2 separate regions of the Zea mays genome follow, and region 2 is linked to region 1. The links are chromatin contacts, called in public Hi-C maps. All regions are on one chromosome and are shown on one strand. Each heading gives the region's core, a stretch centred on a gene start, on an enhancer-like site or on the middle of the called end of the contact. The rest is flanking DNA. Distances are from core to core; before and after follow the strand shown. Region 1 has its middle 37 kb from the start of LOC103652107. Region 2 holds the start of LOC100273190 (SWEET13c).

Region 1 (2,700 bases), core at 89-2,588:
TCGTATTTCTACTGGCGGTTCCTTAAGAAAACCGCCAGTAGAAATCCATGATTTGTAGTGGCGGTTTTCTTAAGGAACCGCCACTAGAAATCATTTTTATCCTTAATTTTTCGAGTTTTTCAAACGACCTCGTATGACAAAACCACCAAAATAAAAGTTATAGATCTCTAAAAGTTATGAAACTTTGTAGTTGACAACTTTTTTATTTGAACTCATTTCGGTTCTCAAAAATTGAATCTAAGTATGTCAAATTTAAAATTCAAATTTTGCAAACTACCTCGGATGAAAAAAGTGTCAAAATAAAAGTTGTAGAACTTCAAAAGTTATTTATCTTTGTAGTTGACAACTTTTTTATTTGAATTCGTTTAGGGTCTCAAATAAGCAATTTACACTCAAATGGTTGTAATATGCATGTGGAGAAAACAACTACAAACTAGACACAAAGCATGTCATAGACGGAGTGGTAGTAGAGGGTACGCGCGAGGGTGAGGTCGACGGTTCGATTACTAACAACCGCGGAGCGCGCGAATTTTGCGCGAAAGATGCCGCGACTTGCACTGGCGGAAAATCGATTTTCACTGGCGGTCTTCAGTTACTCGCCTGTAAAAATGATGATTTTTACTGACCCCTAGCACTGGCGGTTACGATAAACGCCACTAAAAATATGTTTACGACCGCCAGTATAGACCTTCTCTGTACTAGTGTCAAAACGAGGTCAGCTGAGATCACAACCATAAACTGCACCAACCATCACACCGCGTGCGTGTCCCCCACGTCCTGGACACGTGTCCCGCCAGTCCTCGACCGTGCCGGCATCACGGCCCGCTCCGCTACGTCCTCGCGTGAGTACGTGTCACAGGTGTCAGCCACCACAGCTGGTCACCTGGCTGCTCCGATCCATCAGCCACCAAGACCAAGCACTCGTCCTTCACCGCTCCCGGTCTATCAGCATGAGCCCACATGACCTTCGCCTCGGAGTCGACCACCGTCCCTGTGCTCTACACCTACACACCATAACTCAACTAACATGGTTGCACAACATAATCTTACACTCTGGTCAGTCCACTGACTACCCCAGAGTGCTATTTGTTAACAATCACTCATTAACAAACCAAACCACAAAAGACAAATCAACGTGCTTGTACGCGTTAGACCAAAGCGAGAAGAGTCATCCATCCATCTTTATCTCATTTTATAGGAAAAAAAAGGAATAACGACATAATGGTCGGGACGCTTGTCATCACCCGTACTTCCTTACAACTCTCAACACAGTCCACGTGAAATTTCTGCGTAGCAACTCCGAAGAAACAGAGCGACGCCAATCAATCGGCATCACACAATGATATGATGAACAGGTACGTTTAATTTACCCGGTCCGTCTATCGTCCATGGAAGTGTTATATATGACCTCACTGCATGCTAGCCACAAAACTCCTAATTCGCCTCGTGGACGTATATTTGTATTGTTGCCGCTTTTAATTTTTGGAGGAGCTTTTGCGCCTTTTGTTTGGTGGTGGGCTTTGTTTTGTTTCCCCTCTAGCTAGCTAAGGGCGCACTTGATCTGTAGCCTGGACTGGAGATAAGGGTCGCCATCGTCGTCGGTCGACAACCAGAAAGCACGTACGAGATAGATCAGGCTGCAGTCTTATTGGCCGTCCTTTCGCTGCTTCAAATCTTCTGGTAGCGACGGTTAACTTGATCGCTTATCCGTAGATCCTATACGACGGGTACTGGTCAAAGAAGCAAGGCCATTATTATTTCCGCCAACCCAGCTGGTATCGTCTGTGGCTGCGCAGATGCAAGCAAGGCTTGCTCTGATTGGCTTTTCTCCTGTCAGGTGAAGGAAGAAGGTGTGCAATTGCAGGTTTGTGACAAGAAATTAGAGAGAAGTGTGGTTTTCAGATCTTTTGGACCTAATTTAGGAACCAAAATCACCTAGGAATCCCTGCATTTTTCCAGAATGAGAAATCCTAGGGATATTAGTTGTATAAGACATTTAGGTTTTGTCTCCCTCGATTTATCTCTCCTTTGTTCTAAACCAGCTCCTGATGTTTCTTTCGTTAATAGAGAGGGAAATGAGGTAGCTCATCTTTGTGCAAGTAAAACCGTAGAGTTGGCTCCTGTTTTATTTTGGCTAGATTGTTTCTCTAATTAGATTTCGGAAGCAGCTAGCAGGGATTGTAATTTCACTTTGAACCAATAATAAATAACTTGTGTTCTGCCTAAAAAAAGCCACTATTCATGCATGCTTCTTTGTTTCCTTCTCTCTACCAGTACTGATCATCGATTCCGCGGCGGAAAAAGGTGTGTCCCGACCATAATAATTGCGGCTTTTCTGTCATCACCAACAGCTGGGCTTTTGCGTGAATAGCAGCCGATCAGCTATGCTACATCCATGCATGTATATGACGCAAATAATTAGGTTTCCGATATGACGTTGACGTGTTAATGCTCACTGGCGGGAGCACCCGTTATAGTGTAGTATAGCAGCTGTTATACCTTAAATTTTATTTCTCACTATGAGTACTAAAGCATATGTGGAATATTGATTGTGCTTTGGTCGATATTTGATCCCTTCTGGTTGGTCTGTTTTTTTTCTCCTAACTACCAGGTACATTCTGCAGTTTGCACCATTTTTTCTTTTTATTCTACCAGAAACCAGGTATGTTGTCATACCTCATTTATCTTTTTGTCCTCCGC
Region 2 (2,700 bases), core at 172-2,671, 180 kb before region 1:
ACAGCACCATCTGGACCACGCCGAAGGTGAAGCCAAGGATGTTTGGAAGCTGCATGGATATATATGATATCAGTAGCTAGGACACACATCACACGCGGCCGGGGGTACGGCCGGTGTTGCAAACAATTAAACGAAATGATATACCGCGACGTATTTGTCCTTGATGAGGAGGCCGTAGAGGAACCAGACGACGGCGCTGAGGGTGAGCGAGAGGGAGAGGGAGAAGGGCATGTACTCCACGCTCTTGGTCTGGATCACCCGCCTCTGCACGTACGTACGTAGACGCATGCATGCAAATAATTCATTAGCAACGGCCGCGACGTCCATTAGCTAGCTAGTTAGTATATATATATATATATATATATATATATATATATATATATATATATATATATATATATATATATATATATATATATATATATATATATATATATATATATATATATATATATATATCCATGTGCATGCATGCATCGACGACAGATGCATGGTGCTGCTGCTTACCATGATGCTGAGCGGCGCGACGAAGACGCTGACGGAGAAGCCGACGCAGATCCAGCCAAGCATGACGACGCGCTTGTCACCCTTGAAGAGGAGAAGGGTGAGGAGAAGGATGGCCCCGAAGGCGCCGACGTTGAGGAGGAGCATGATTTTGGCGGTGAACATCCTGCCCTTCTTGGTCGCGTAGACGAAGTACATGACCACGTAGACGGTCTCGATCACGCAGCCGGCCGCGTTGATGGTGATGAGGAACGTCTCGTTGGACTTGATCAGCGCGTAGAAGATCCACAGCATGGCGCTGAACAGGGCCACCACGTACGGAACCGACTGGAAGCCCTCCGTCGACTTGCTCTTGTAGATGCGGTAGAACGTCGGTCTGCATAATTTCAAAGATATAAAAAATGGATCGAGCAAATTAACGGTTCGATTCATTGACGATTATTATACGTGATCAGCTGTGATGATTTATTTATTAGCAACAAGCTACATGTCACTTACATCGGGGCCAGGAAGGTCATGAAGGAGATGACGTTGCCTGCAAAGGAAAATAAAAAAGATCAGCCATTTGCCAAAAGATTGGCGAGGCTAAACTAAAGGTGATATATATATATGAAAGGTCGAACGGGATTGTTTTTTAATACACAGCTACAGCAAACTGTATAGTGAAAAACGAATGGAACTGCAGAATAGAAAGATAAATAAATAAATATATACCTAGGAGGCCGAAAGTGAATGCCCAGGGGTGTTGCAGAGATAGGCCTGCCATTGGGATATGGATACAAATTAAGGCGAATGCCAACAGTTGCAGAAGAGCTTGCTTTCTTGTTAGGCTTGGGGACTAGTTCTCTTCTTCCTAGATCTCTGACCCTTTTGGCCCCTACAAGAGGGAAGGGAGAGTTCTGAGGAGGAGTGTCCTCTGCTGTCTCAAACTCTTGCAATGATAGGCTGGGATGCGAGTGGCTTTATATAGGCACGAGCACGACGAGGTGGCGCGCAGGCAGGCCTTGGTGTACATGCATGTTGTGTCACCGTGTACAAGTGCGCAGGGGCTCTTCAAGCACATGTCTCTTTAACTTTTTTTTGTTTTTTTTTTGTGGGACTGTGAAAATGCAAAGATCTTTTTCAGTGTAGTTGCTTTAGAGATGACAATTTTCTGGCCATGTATATATAACTAAAGTGTATAAATTGTCCTACGCGTATATATTTGTCGATTGAGATAATCTTCTCCATTCAAAAAAAGCGGGAGCTGCTTTTGCATGCGTGTATGCTTTTAGAGTGCCAGGGTAGTACACTTCAAATTGTAGTGCACCGCCTGGGATTATCGCCCCCAACGAACCTGCTGCTTTATTTTGGCCTCAGCTCAGTCGTAAGAGCCGCGCGCCGCACTACAGCAAATTATAAATCACATGAAGTATAATTTTAATTTCCGACAACGGGGGACTCAATACAGCATTCTTAACTTGAATATGTGTTTTTGCTCCTCAGTGGAATCTAATAATAATAAATTAAATAAATATCATTTTTGGAAATGTAATTTAAAGATGAAAAAAAGTTGTTCAAACCATTGGTTAAACACCTTTTTTTTGGTATACCTCAGGATTTAACAATGAAATATTTTTATACAGCTTACAAAAAACCACTATGTTTTGCTTCAATTGAATAATATATATAGGCGTTGATAATGGAAGCTCAGGGCTTCCGATAGGCATGGGAAGTCCTAGCCAGGGTAGTGGTCACACGCGTGGTCAGGTCGGGTCAGTGGGGCACGTGCGTCCGCGCGATTGTGGGGCACGTTTATACATGTGTAAACATATGTTATGTTTTACGTAAACAGAAGGTGCGCACGTGGTGGGGTCGAGTTGGGATGGACGAAGGTGGGCCAACGTCGTGTTCGCTGGTCGGGTAGTTGGTTCCTACTCGTGTTTATGCTAGCATATTTAATGGTTCAGACTTGCATAACATGAGAGCGGCAACAAATTTTTCATTGGTTCGTTCAGGTGGGTCCATACACCACCGTGATTAGCTCGCCCATGAAGCTAGAAGTTACCGTATATATCGGAACAAAAGATATGGAACCGATCGTGCGTGTGAGCTCAGGCGGATTTCAGCATAAAACGTTAACCAAAACATCGTAAATGGGTATGAACTTTAGTGTAAATCATCGATCTATTTCATAAGGAAAACATGTATGGAAAA

Evidence for each region. Hi-C and Micro-C count contacts between places; a contact is called where the count stands out from the background.
Region 2: a Hi-C map of bundle sheath shows a contact between it and region 1, with 3 times the contacts expected there. The contact joins the promoter of LOC100273190 here to the enhancer-like site in region 1. A contact is called at or near these places in 2 of 25 Hi-C or Micro-C datasets (bundle sheath and ear).

Annotation. Positions count from the first base shown.
Region 1 is chr3:95,709,614-95,712,313 of Zm-B73-REFERENCE-NAM-5.0, reverse strand. No RefSeq gene overlaps it. Among protein-coding and RNA genes, the nearest start is that of LOC103652107, 37 kb to the left of the region's middle. Within about 2 kb of position 1,338, at least 10 of the 20 cell types and tissues checked have an H3K27ac peak or open chromatin away from gene starts, as enhancers often do. A contact at or near this core is called in bundle sheath, where this site is marked.
Region 2 is chr3:95,885,450-95,888,149 of Zm-B73-REFERENCE-NAM-5.0, reverse strand. LOC100273190 (SWEET13c) reads right to left here and starts at 1,421. Exons shown (of 5, transcript NM_001147634.1): 1 at 1,219-1,421; 2 at 1,003-1,039; 3 at 508-880; 4 at 145-264; 5 at 1-49. The coding sequence starts at 1,270.